Linked DNA regions of Sus scrofa: region 2 is linked to region 1. The links are chromatin contacts, called in public promoter capture Hi-C maps. All regions are on one chromosome and are shown on one strand. The core of a region is the stretch at or near the end of the contact, and the rest is flanking DNA. Distances in the headings are between cores, read along the strand shown. Region 1 holds the start of RBAK (RB-associated KRAB zinc finger protein). Region 2 holds the start of C3H7orf26.

The links. Promoter capture Hi-C pulls out the DNA fragments that hold promoters and counts their contacts.
Region 2: a contact with region 1 is called in a promoter capture Hi-C map of liver, with 4 times the contacts expected there. The contact joins the promoter of C3H7orf26 here to the promoter of RBAK in region 1. A contact is called at or near these places in 1 of 5 promoter capture datasets (liver) and 2 of 2 datasets of contacts at active chromatin or transcription factors (alveolar macrophages and skeletal muscle).

Annotation. Positions count from the first base shown.
Region 1 is chr3:4,437,032-4,443,767 of Sscrofa11.1, reverse strand. It overlaps RBAK (RB-associated KRAB zinc finger protein), which reads left to right and starts at 3,825. Exons shown (of 5, transcript XM_021086052.1): 1 at 3,825-4,223; 2 at 5,581-5,635. The coding sequence starts at 5,597. It overlaps LOC100520556 (speedy protein E4-like), which reads left to right. Exons shown (of 7, transcript XM_005653055.3): 7 at 982-1,887.
Region 2 is chr3:4,624,592-4,631,327 of Sscrofa11.1, reverse strand. C3H7orf26 reads left to right here and starts at 4,355. Exons shown (of 6, transcript XM_021086073.1): 1 at 4,355-4,643; 2 at 5,051-5,272. The coding sequence starts at 4,452. ZDHHC4 (a long non-coding RNA gene) reads left to right here. Exons shown (of 8, transcript XR_002342216.1): 8 at 2,418-3,033.

The sequences.
Region 1 (6,736 bases), core at 2,576-5,075:
GTAATAAGAGATACATTAGGACTGGCTTTCTTTTCATCCCAATTTACTTTTAAATTGCTTATGGCCACATCACCTGTGGCTCTTTATTTCCCCTGACCTACCACTTCTGACCAACCACTCCCTTGTCCAGTTAGGTCTTTCTCCACCTTCCAAGTTTATGGTCAAGGGAGTTTATCAGAAGGAGTGAAGGTTAAGAAATGCTGTCTTCATCATGGCTTATTACAATCAACACATTAGAGTTATAGATTTGGACAGAAGATAAAGCAAAGTTTTGATTGAACTCTTGTGAACTGGCTGTCTTAGTCCATTTGAGCTTCAATAACAATACTACTGCTTATAATCAGCAGGCAACAGTCTCTTTTATACGGGTACTCAGCCCATTCATGAGGGCTCCCCCCATGACCTAATCGCCTCCCAAACGCCCCACCTCCTAATGCGTTCACCTTAGGTGTTAGGATTCCAGCACCTGAATTTGGGGCACACAAACACTCAGACCATAACACCAACCAGGCTTAGTACTAAGTATCATGGTTAAAGTATTAGGATCAAGGGTTAGGGTTAGCTATCGGGCATCAGGTCTCATGGTTCATCATGTTAACTCATTGGTGATGTTTGTAGCGTGGTTAGAAGTTCAGATTTTAAGTGGTACTAAAGACCCACAGTGAGTTAAGACTAGAGCAGCGTTCTCTAAGGGCTAACTCCCTGAGCAGAATCAGCTAGAGTTTTTGCTCTAAAGCAGATTACCAGCACTGACCTCAGGTGTATTCAGACATCCTTGAACTCAGGGTCGGCAAAGTCCAAGAATAACACTTGAGAACCGTGCTTCAGGATTGGGTTTTAGAATGGAGACGTTGAGATAAAATTGGCATTATGAGTTAATCTAAACTGTGCTTAGACTTGACTGAGAACGTGAATAATCTTTGTATCTGGAGTGCTGCCTCTTTGAAATCTGACATCCTCGTTCTTTTCTCTTAATTCCAGATCACAGAGCCCAGGGGAGATGCCAATGTTCAGAGGAAGTCAATCCAGACAGGGAAGACCGCCATGAGGAAGGAGGATAGATGCCCCTTGTGCAGATAACAGGAAGGAACCCAGCATCTCCTAGAATGATCTGGATGGCGCTATTGTTTTGTACTCCTAGAAGAAGGGTGTGGTTCCAGGAGTTTGTGGTGGGACAATAATAAATCAGTGTTTTTTTTTTCCCCCAGGATCTATCCTTTCCTAAGGCACTGCCACAATTTTCCAAATCATTTCATTCAAATCTCCCCCGAGATAGACATTGAAAGTCCCAGTTTTTTTGTTTGTTTATTTGTTTGTTTTTGCCAGTTTTTTTATATATACTTGATTGCCCCAGCCTGGAACCATTTGAAAGTGGAGTGTGGGAGGTCAGGATGGGAGGGAATTACTTTAAAATATAAAATTAGAGCCCTAGGACTGTGATAGATGACTTAATATATGTCATAATTTTTATTGGCTTATCTCGAAAAGGTTGCCTATAAAATTATTATATTTACTTTTATGTTTATGTATTTTAAATAGCTTTGAAATAGTCATTATTTTGAAAATATGTTATTCCTACAAAGTTCTGTGATGAGTATTATAGCTGTTATATATGTGTCAATACAATTGTATTTACATTTTCAAGAGAGGTTTTTGTGTTTTCATCTATTATATTTACATAATATATCCACTCTACTTATAGCTAGAATAAATATATTCCAGTATTTATTTCCAGTTCTTGTAAATAAATTTTTATTTTTTAGTCTTCATTTTTGAATTGTGGGAATTTAGGTATAATTTTTAAAAACTAATCTCAGTATGTTTGCATGTAGTCTTTGGTTATTAAAGAGGACTGTGCAATGTAGGTTTTGAAGAAATATAATAAAGATGGACATCTTCTCACATTCGTGATGTGTGTGGTGGTTATCAGTCTGCTTTGCCTGTTTGCTGTCAAATGAGATATTGTTAATGGGGTTGTGATTATTCGACTACATTCCTTAACTCTGAAAAATAATCCTGAGTTACTTTCCACATAGAAAAAAAGATAGAAGATTAGGTGGATCCTGGCTAGAGTCTTAGAGTAGGAAACAAGGAGAAGATACTGAAGGAGAGAAATAAGAGTAGAAAAAAAAATGGAAGAAAGTACTATGGGTACCTAAATAATAAACCAAAATTCAAAATGAAGGAACGGTGACTCTGTCACCAACCCCAGGTTTAGCTGCTCATTGTTAAAGAATCCAATACTGAGAAACAAGTGTTGGGTAAAAGGAAAGAGCTTTATTGCAGAAGCTGGCAATCCTGGGGAGAAGGTTGACTCATGTCCCAAAGAACCAACTCCCCCCTCCCCAGGTTTTGTTAAGAAATTACGTAGGAAACAGAGGAAGGGGCTACATGCTGAGGAGAGTGTTGTGGGGGGTGCATGATCAGCCCACGGACATTCTTCTGACTGGTTGGTGGTGAGGTAACTGGAAGTCAACATCAACACCTTTCTGATTCCACTTGGTCTGGGGTTTACATGCTTATGGGCAGCATACAGTTGGCTTCTTCCACCTGGTGGGGACTTCAGTATCTGCAAAATAGCTCAAATGATATGGCTCAGAATATTATCTACAGCCTTTGAGGCGGAAATAAAGTCCTTGACTTTGTTTAATGGCTAAAGTATTATTATTTTGTCTTACACGACTGTTTTCCTTTGTTTTTGCATTTTCTCACTTCTTGGTTTAAAATTATTCTTTGCAACTTGGGGAAGGCCAAGGAGGCTAAAGATTTTCTACAAACAACTACAAAGCAGGCAGAGGACATTGGGGTGGGGTGGGGTGGGGTGGGGAAGAGGGGCTGTTGAGGAAAGACCACACAGGATCCTGCTCAGTTACAACTAACTGAGATGTACTTTCCTGGAACTGATCCCTGGCAAGTGAACACACATGCACAAAAGAACACACAGAATTACTGTTTTGGGAATTCCGTCGTGGCGCAGTGGTTAACGAATCCGACTAGGAACCATGAGGTTGCGGGTTCGGTTCCTGCCCTTGCTCAGTGGGTTAGCTCGTTGCCACGAGCTGTGGTGTAGGTTGCAGACTCGGCTGGGATCCCGCGTTGCTGTGGCTGTGGTGTAGGCGGTGGCTACAGCTCCGATTCAACCTAGCCTGGAACTCACATGCCTGAGCGGAAATAGCAACAACAACAACAACAACAACACAAGAATTACTGTTTTTGTTTTTCCTTGGGCACCTCGCGGGGCATACTGAGGTTCCCAGGCTAGGGGTCCAATCAGAGCTGTAGCCGCCGGCCTACACCGCAGCCACAGCAATGTGGGATCCGAGCCGCGTCTGCAACCTACACCACAGCTCACGGCAATGCCGGATCCTCAACCCACTGAGCAAGGCCAGGGATCGAACCCTCAACCTCATGGTTCCTAGTCGGATTCGTTAACCACTGAGCCACCACGGGAACGCCCCTTTTTCCTTTATTTATCATATTTGTATGTAGCTACTGATTTTAAGCCTTAAATACTCAAGGTATGGAAAAGATTAGGGCACCAGGTCCCAATCAGGCAAGACACCTAGAGAAGAGGTGACATTACAGACGTTCCCTTAAATTAAAGGGACCCTGATTCCCTGGTCCGGGAGGCCAATGCTCTCAGCACAGCATCGCTTAACCTCCAGTTGAGGTGAAGACATTTACGACGTTCCCTATCTTGACGGAGCGGAGACTTATGGGCAATAGAGTCCTGGAGCTTGTCTGGCTCCCCGCTGCGGGCCCTGCCAGGCGGACTTCCGGCGCCCTGCTGTGTTTGTGCGCCTCGCCCTGGGTGCGTGTTCGCGCACGCGCACCAGCGCCGCGCCGCGCCGCGCCGCGCCGCAGTCGCTTCCTGTCGGTGCCCAGGTCACAGCTGTCCCTCGTTCCCAGTCTCTGGCCTCTGGCGGGCGAGGATTCCCGGCCTGCGGCCTGGGCCGGAGGAGTCTGGAGGGCGGCGGTGCAGGGGCGGCGGAGCCCGGGCCGACCGGCTTCAGCACGCGGCACACTGAGGCCCCCGAAGGCCGATTTGGGCTCCGGGAGGGAGTTCGCCTGAAGGGAGCCTGTGTTGTAGGCCCAGAACCGGCCCTTCGGGCCCAGCGGCCTCCAGAGGCGGAGAGGAGGAACCCAGGGAAAGGAGCTCGCCGGAGGGGCAGCCCCTGGCCCGGAGCCTCGGGAGCTCGGGGCGGGTCAGCGAGTCCCAGGGGGTAAGTCTTGCGTCTGGGGGCCTCCGGGCATTGGTCGACCCTGACGCCAAAGCGGGGTTGAGGGGCGCTCTCCCCGGGCCACCCAAGAGAGCGAGCGGGAGAGTTTGACCGCTACCCGGAGATGGAGGGGGCGGCTGTCCCAGATGGGCGCTCCCTTAGGACTTGGGAGTTCTGGGTGTCCTGGGGGATTGGGGGCTACACACCCCTCCTCCTCCCGTCCTCTCGGGATTCCGCCGGGTCTCTAAAGGCCCATCAGCATCTTGGTTCTGTAACCTAAGTGTCCGCTGACTCCCCTGGGTTCTGCCCTGTAGAACCACACAGTGGGGTGCAGGATGAGTCTGCGAGGCATCTGTCCTGCCTCCTCGGTTGAGGGTGGAGGAGATTGGGCATGAGAAGGGAGATTCTTGTGCCAGGTCACCGGGTCTGTAGGTGGGATTGGTAACAGGACTCAAACTTCCAGGCCAGTGTTCTGTCCACTGTATTAGAGTTTTCTTAATTAAAAACTTTTAAAGTGCCAAGGTAGCCAAGTTCAGTCAGATAATGTACACAACAATACTGTGCTTTGATGCACAGTTATCCCACTTTTGAGAGCTCACATTCTCTGTTCCTGTGGAATCTTTGATTTTAACCGATTTTTTTTTTTTTTTTTTTTTTTTTTGGCCATTTCTTGGGCCGCTCCTGCGGCATATGGAGGTTCCCAGGCTAGGGGTCCAATCGGAGATGTAGCCACCTGACTACGCCAGAGCCACAGCAACGTGGGATCCGAGCCGCGTCTGCAACCTACACCACAGCTCACGGCAACGCCGGATCCCTAACCCAGTGAGCAAGGCCAGGGACCGAACCTGCAACCTCATGGTTCTTAGTCGGATTCGTTAACCACTGCGCCACGACGGGAACTCCCCTAAGCGATTTTTTTTTATTTTTTATTTTTTATTTTTATTTTTTAGGTTCTTGTGCCGAGGGCATGCAGAAGTTCCAGGGTCAGGGCTTGAACCCACACCACAGCAGTGACTGGAGCCACAGCAGTGACAACACCAGATCTTTAACCATTAGGGCACCAGCGAACTCCTTGATTTTAAGCAATTTAAAGAAGCAGTAAGGAAATAGTTAAGCAGTGTTACAGGGGGATTTTTTTTGGGGGGGGGGCGCTTTCTATTTAATGGAGTCATCGTTTGTATTCAGTAATGTCAGTGACCTGATTGTGTTGTGTATTTCTCCTGTGTGACCCTTTTGGCCTCTGTTCATATTCATAGGGTGTCATTTTATTGAGCTTTCTTGGGTGGTTTTCTTGTAGGAAGTTACTGCTTAGTCAGGCCAGGTCACTCATAATTACAGTCACTTACTTCCTTTTCTCTAGGTCCACTTGATAGCTTATGCTTTACCAAGAGCAGCAGAAAATGAATGAACCCCAGGTGAGTTTTCCTGTCTGTGTATTTATTACCCCACTTTGTTTTGTAATGCATTTTAGGAGGTTTAGAAAGGTCCATGCTTTAAGAGGGAAAGGTAGAAATAGAGAAACTATGACAATCGTGTAAAATACAGTTGTTAAAGGGTAGGTGGGCACTTAGACTTGGTTGAATACAAGTCCGATTTATAGGGAGTAGGATACTTCAGGGCTATTCAAGTTGAGCTGCAAATAGCACTGATGTTCTTGGCAGTTAGAGATAAAGGAAAATGCTATCCATTATGTGATTTGTGTTGACTAATAAGAACCTATTTTTGTTGCTCATGGGTTTTAAAGATTTCCTAGGAAAAAACGTTTTTTGAAGTTGGTGTAATTGTGGCTAGCTCTCCCAATAACAGCCATGAAATCATTGCAGTATATGGCTTATACTACTGCTTATCTAAGCAGAGGGCCAGCTGCCCAAGGGGAACTTGGTATGTGTGATTTTTCCAGGCTCCAGAGTATGTTGATCCTAGTAGACCCATTGCCATTTTTACTGTTCAGTCCAGAGACAAAATGTAAATCATGGAATGGCCTGCTCATCCTTCACATGTTTCTGTCAGCGTGGTTTTGGGGTTGCACAGCCAACAGTGCAGGCAGATATTCTCCAGTAAAGGTGTTCTCACTCTCCATTCCCATTTCAGCTCTTCATGCCTAGGTTTTCTCCTTCCACTCTCCGGAATCTGTTGGTAAAGAATAGCAGTGAATAACGATAGTCAAGTCCAGCGGGCATCTTCCACTCCTTAGCTCACGTGGCCCTTCATCTGCCTTTGACATCTGTTACCTCCAAACTCATGGAATCTCCTTTTTCTTGGCTTTTAACAAAGTTTGTTTGTATTTTTGTGCATATCTTTAAATGAGAAGAGGTCTTTTTTTTTTTTGGCATGTGGAAGTTTCCAGGCGAGAAATCAAACCTGAGCCATAGCAGCGTCCAAGCTGCTGCAGTGACAATGCCAGATCCTTAACCTGCTGGGCTACGAGAGAACTCCAATAAGGAGTCTTAAAAAGTGAGTGGAGGGGTTCATGTTGTGGCTCAGCAGGTTAAAAACCTGATTAGTATCCACGAGGA
Region 2 (6,736 bases), core at 3,106-5,605, 190 kb before region 1:
TGGCATAGGCCAGTGGCAACAGCTCCAACTGGACCCCTAGCCTGGGAAGCTCTATATGCTGTGGGAGCAGCCCTAGAAAAGGCTAAATAAATAAATAATTTTGGTAAATATCTGCTTTTCTTTTGCTAACTTTAAAAAATACTGAACTCTTTCAAACATCTTTATTTTGTCTGTCATAAAAAATGGTTTGTAAAAATCCAAGTGGGAGTTCCCATTGTGGTGCAGGGGAAACGAATCTGACTAGGAACCGTGAGCTGGCGGGTCGATCCCTGGCCTCGCTCAGTGGGGTAAGGATCCGGCATTGCCGTGAGCTGTGGTGTAGGTCTCAGACGTGGCTCGGATCTGATGCCGTGGCTGTGGCGTAGGCTGGCAGCTGTAGCTCCAATGCAACCCCTAGCCTGGGAATCTCCATATGCCTCAAGTGTGGCCCTAAAAAGCAAAAAAAAAAAAAAAAAAAAAAAAAAAAAGCAAGGGGTCCAGAACAGTTTAAAATGAAATGGGGGGGAGGAGGCGCAATGGGAAAAATAAGTAAAGGCAGTCAGAGGGGACAGAGTCCCGCGGGAAGGTGAGTGAGTCCTGGAGTCCCGGCAGGTAACTCACAGCACCGCAACATAGTTACCAGCGCTTGCTGTCTATTCCACAGTTGCTCCTAAGCACTCTCACCAGACACACATACGCAAATTGTAACTCTGTAAGGTGACAGGTGTGTTAACTAATGAGCTGATACACCGTCCTTATGTGGTATGTGGTACACCTTGAACTTGCGCAATATTATATGTCAGTTACATCTCAGTAAAGCTGGGGAAAAAGAAACTTGAAAACATTTTGCAAAACCACTGAAGTGAAAGCTGGGAGTGATGGCTCTCCCCTCCCACAGTTTCACTCCCCAGAGGCAACCGTTCCTATAGTTTGGTGTGTGTATTTCATGCTTTTTCCCTTCTGTGTATATATACCATACGCCTTCATTGAATTTCTTTTGTTTTTATATAAATAGGATTCCATGGTGATTTTTTGCATCTTGTCTTTCTCATTGGGCAATATATCACCAACATCTTTCCCACATTAGTACATAGACATTGAGCTCATTGTAATGTCTCCTTATTGTTCCATCATATGACTGTCCAGCGTCTTTCTCTTCCTCGTGGATGGATTTTTTTTTTTTTTTTTTTTTTTTTTTTTGCTTTTTAGGGCCGCACCTGCAGCATATGGAGGTTACCAGGCTAGGGGTCCAATCGGAGCTACAGCTGCTGGCCAGCACCACAGCCACAACAATGAAGGATCTGAGCCGCCTCTGTGACCTACACCATAGCTCACAGCAACACCGAATCCTTCACCCACTGAGCGAGGCCAGGGATCGAACCTGCAACTTCATGTTTCCTAGTCAGATTCATTTCCACTGCACCGTGATGGTGCCACTCCATAGACGGGTATTAAACTTGTTTCTTTCAGAAAGAGGGAGTATTAAAATCAGTGCTACAGGAGTTCCCGTCGTGGCGCAGTGGTTAACGAATCTGCCTAGGAACCATGAGGTTGCGGGTTCGATCCCTGGCCTTGCTCAGTGGTTTAAGGATCCGGCGTTGCTTTGAGCTGTGGTGTAGGTTGCAGATGCGGCTCTGATCCCATGTTGCTGTGGCTCTGGCGTAGGCCGGTGGCTACAGCTCTGATTCGACCCCTAGCCTAGGAACCTCCATATGCCGCGGGAAGCGGCCCTCGAAAAGGCAAAAAAAAAAAAAAAAAAAAATCAGTGCTACAGTGGGAGTTCCCATTGTGGTTAACGAACCCAACTAGTATCCATGAGGTTGTGGGTTCGATCCCTGGCCTCACTCAATGGGTTAAGGATCCAGAGTTGCCCTGAGCTGTGGTGTAGGTCGCAGATTGGGCTCGGCTCCTGTGTTGCTGTGGCCGTGGTGTAGGCTGGCAGCTACAGCTCTGATTGGACCCCTAGCCTGGGAACCTCCAAATGCCGTGGGTGTGGCCCTAAAGAGACAAAGCACACACACACACAAAATCAGTGCTACAGTGAATACCCCTGTCCCCATATTTCTGTGGTCAGATGGTTTTCAGAGAAAATGATCTCTTCTGTCCACCTGGAATTCATGTTAACGCTTGACCTAAGATCAACGTTTATTTCTCGGTTTACTCTGTAAACAGCTAACTGGCAGAGCACCGTCTCCTGAGTATGCTGCCTTTCCCATTTCCTTCTCCGTACATACTGCACTTATCCCACGTGAGACTCCTGTACGTAGTAGGATTTCTTGCTGGGCCGTTGATGGTTCTGACTTGCGGTCGCTGGGTCGGATGTGTACGGAGGTGGAGCTGGGGAGCAGATGTGTGGATCAGACCGTGGCGGGTGGGTGCTGGCCCTGCCGCGTGTCACAGCCTCGCTGCCTAACATGCTGCTTCCTCTTCGTCCCCAGTACCTGTTCCTGACCTTCCCGAGGATCGTCTTCCTTTTGGGCTTTGTCCTGGTGCTGAGCTTCCTCCTGGGGGGCTACCTGTGCTTTGCTCTCTACCTGGCTGCCACCAACCAGACCACTAACGAGTGGTACCGAGGCGACCGGGCCTGGTGCCAGCATTGCCCCCACGCGGCCCAGACCCCATCAGCAGAGCCCCGGGTTTACCGGAACGCGTACTGCCGTGGGCTTTGGAGCAACCTTCAGGAGATCTTTCTACCTGCTGCTGCACATTATGAAAGAAAGAAGAAATAAGAATGGGAAGAGTGGCGTTCCCTTCGTGGCTCAGTGGTTAACGAACCCAACTAACATCCCTGAGCTGGTGGGTTCGGTCCCTGGCCTCGCTCAGTGGGTTAAGGATCCGGCGTTGCCGTGAGCTGTGGTGTAGGTTGAAGACACGGCTCAGACCTGGCGTTGCTGTGACTGTGGTGTAGGCCGGTGGCTACAGCTCCGATTGGACCCCTAGCCTGCGAACTTCCATATGCCACAGGTGCGGCCCTGAAAAGTGGAAAAAAAAGGGGGGTGGGTGGGAGAGTGTTACTGCCTTTTAAATATAGTCTACATTATTTATACATATGTATGCTGACTTTCTAAGCATTGGTTTTTGGGTTTTTTTTTTTCTCGTTTCTGCTATACTTAGGAATCGGCTTTCAGTGGCTAAGGAGGGGAGGAGAAAACTAGTGTCCACTGAGGGCTCCATCCCTGCCAGGTGCCAGGCTGATAAATCCTGTGGCAGAAATGCCCCTTGCTTACCCTCTGCTCACTCAGCCAGATGGATAGGAGCATCCCTGAAGTCCTGGTGCCAAGGGGATCAACACTGGCTTCTCAGAGGTTCCAGCTGACCCTGGTCTGCTGGGCTCCTGGACAGGAGGAGCCTTAGGGCTGTGTCCCCTGACAGGCCGGAGGCCCTCAGTGCCTTGGAGGTGCTCTTGGCTGCACCCTCTTTGATGTCCTTTCCGTCTTTCCCAGGGAAAGGCCTCGGCTCCCCCCCACCCCTAGACTCTTTTTATCTTAACCACATCCAGCATCCTCACGTAGGCCCACCCTCAGGCCACAATGGGCTTTCACAGAAGGCATATTCCTGTGGCTTCTTGCTCGCCCTCCACTGGCCTCTTGCGGCCACATTCACGTAATTTCCGCCCTGTTTTTAAAATCCCATGCTAAGCATCCAGTGAATTGATTGCAGAGGATGAAGGCAGGAAGAGATTCATACAAAGTGCCGAGGGTTTTTAGGTTTTCCGGTCTTAGTCTTCAGGAGCAGGACACCTGATTCCCATGGCTCTCCCAGGCTAGGCCGGGCCTCTGGAGGGGACTGGGGAATAGCGACTCTGTGATAGGCTGCCTTATCTGTCACTGCAGCCCTGTGAGTTCAGAGGAGATGCAATCTTCACCTTTAAGACGAGTGGCTGAGGCCTGAGCCAGGGCCCTGCTGCCCATCCCTGTCCTTGGAAAAGCTCGCTGCAGTCACATGCTTTGAACCCCAGGCAGAGGAAGCCAGGGGAGCTTCGGGCGGCTCTTGCGGGAGTCGGGATCGATAAGACCCCGGGGCCCTCACTGGTGGGTGTGGCACCCCAGCTCGGCGGGGCGGCGCGGAACCCAGGCGCAGGGCGGCCCCTTCCGCGCCCGCGGGCCGCGCCGCCAGGTGGCGCCCTGCCGAGGGCGGGCCCTCGCCGCCGCCTTCGCTTGGCCCCTGCGGGCCGCCGTCGCCGCGCTCGGTCTTCCGCCGCCGTTCGGCTCAGCGGCGGCGGGTTCCCAGTGCTCTCGGTCGCGCCGCAGTCGCACCGCCGGGGCGCCCGCTGGCCGCCGGCGCCGGCGATGGCCCCCTGAGCAAGCCCGAGCGGGTGGCGGCGGGCGGGCGGGCGCCGCGGCCCAGGCACGGGGTCGGCGGGCGGAGTCCGGGTCGCGACCTCTTTGTCTCCGCAGCGGCGGGCGCGACCGCGGGGCCCGGGGCGGAAGTCCCGACGCGCTCCCGGCGCCCCGGGCCGCCGCGGCCGCACCATGAGCGACATCCGTCACTCGCTGCTGCGCCGCGACGCGCTCAGCGCCGCCAAGGAGGTGCTGTACCACCTGGACATCTACTTTAGCAGCCAGCTGCAGAGCGCGCCGCTGCCCATCGTGGACAAGGGCCCCGTGGAGCTGCTCGAGGAGTTCGTGTTCCAGGTGCCCAAGGAGCGCGGCGCGCAGCCCAAGGTGCGGCGGGCGGCCGGATCAGCAACCCCGGCTCCCTTTCCCCCTCCCGGTGACATGCATCGGCCAGACCACACACTCCCTTGCTCTCAGGGGCTCCGTTCTCGCGCTTGGCCTTGCTCCGTTTTGCGGGGCGTGTGACAGCCATGGCTCTTTGGTGTTGAAAGGAAGAGACTTTAAAGACCTGTTACGGAGAATCTTAAGCCGCAGTAGGTCATCTAAAAAACACCCCAGGATGATGCGTAATGACATAGAGTGACATTCTCTGAGATTAACAGTAGAGTTCCACTCCGGGGACCCGGGATTCAAAGAGGTGAACAATTCCCGGGGGAAAGTAGCGTATTTTGTGTTTTTACTGTGTGAACAGATTGGCTAAATGTGTCATCGCTTCTCCTGGATTTGTTTTGCAGAGATTGAATTCGCTTCAGGAGCTCCAACTTCTTGAAATCATGTGCAATTATTTCCAGGAGCAAACCAAGGATTCTGTCCGGCAGATTATCTTCTCATCCCTTTTCAGCCCCCAAGGGAACAAAGCCGATGACAACAGGATGAGCTTGTTGGGAAAACTGGTCTCCATGGCAGTGGCTGTGTGTCGAATCCCAGTGTTGGAGTGTGCAGCCTCTTGGCTCCAGGTACTTCTCTAGAAATAGAGTCTCTTCTCTTGAGGGTCTCTGAGGAGGGGTTTACTATCAGGATTTTTAACTTCATTGGATTTCTAGAGGGGCCATTTCCACATGTTAGCTCCTTGATTCACTGCCCTGTTTGCTGATACCCAGACCTATATTCACAGGTGAGCACCATACTTGGGAAAACAGTAGTTTCTTAATGGTAGGTGAATTTTAAAAGGCTCCATCTTCAGAACAAGTGACAAATTATTTTTCTTAGTTGAAAACAATAAGGTAGGATTTCGGAAACAGCTGTGCACGCAGCCTCAAAAAAAGGATTTTTTTTTTTAAGGATCATTATATGTCAGATTGTGACATTGCTTGTTTGTTTGTTTTGCTTTTAGCTTATAGGGCTGCAGCTGTGGCATATAGAAGTTCCCAGGCTAGGGGTCAAGTTCTCAGGCTAGGTTCCCAGGCTACTGCTGCCGGCCTACACCACAGCCACAGCAACTGGGGATTGGAGCTGCGTCTGCAACGTACACCACAGCTCATGGCAACCCTGGACCCCCAGTCCACTGAGCAGGCCAGGGATTGAACCCACGTCCTCAGGAGTCCTGTTGGGTTCGTTACTGCTGAGCCATGACGGGAACTCGTTTGCTTGTTTTTTATGGTTAGATGACTAAGCGTGTGAATTGTTTCAGGGTGCTATTAACAAAGCTGATGGCTCTTCTAATGGATGAGGGCATGAGAGCCTTCTACTGGCACCTTTTGCATCAACTATACTTTGATTAAAAAAAAAAAAAGAGCTTCTAGAGTGTTTTTAAATATCAAAGGAAAAATGGACTTTTATAGTAGATTTTGTATTAGATAGTTTTTTTGGAAGATGTTTTGCTTTTTCATTACTGAAAATCTTTGAAAAATGGATAATCCACTTACAGTAATTATTAACCGAAAATGTTGATTAATATCATCCTCAGCTAAGCTAACAGAATTTACTAATTCAGTTTCTCAGACCTGCTTCATTCCCAAGGACTTGAAATCATTTGGGTTTTTTCAGTTTATGTAAATGTTATTCGAGAGATCCCTCGTGGCTCAGCAGATGAACGACCTGCTATAGCGCAGGTTTGATCCCTGGCCCAGATACTATGTGCGGGCGTAGGCAAAAGAAATAAAAACATATATAGACATACACACACACACACACATATATATACATGTACCTATATATGTATATATATATTGTTTTTTGTAGTGGACAGGTAAATATCAGTAAAATCTGTGGCTTGATTGTCCCCATTCTGATTTCTGAGGCATCCGAATTGATCTTGTGGGCTGTATTTAACCTCAAGATTATTTTTCTCCCTGTGATACCCCTTACATGTAGAGTCTGAAACATGGCCCAGATAAACCAATTGACGAAACGGAAACAGACTTGCACACATAGAGAAGGGAACTTGTGGTTGCCAAGGGGTGGGAGGCAGGAGGGTGGGA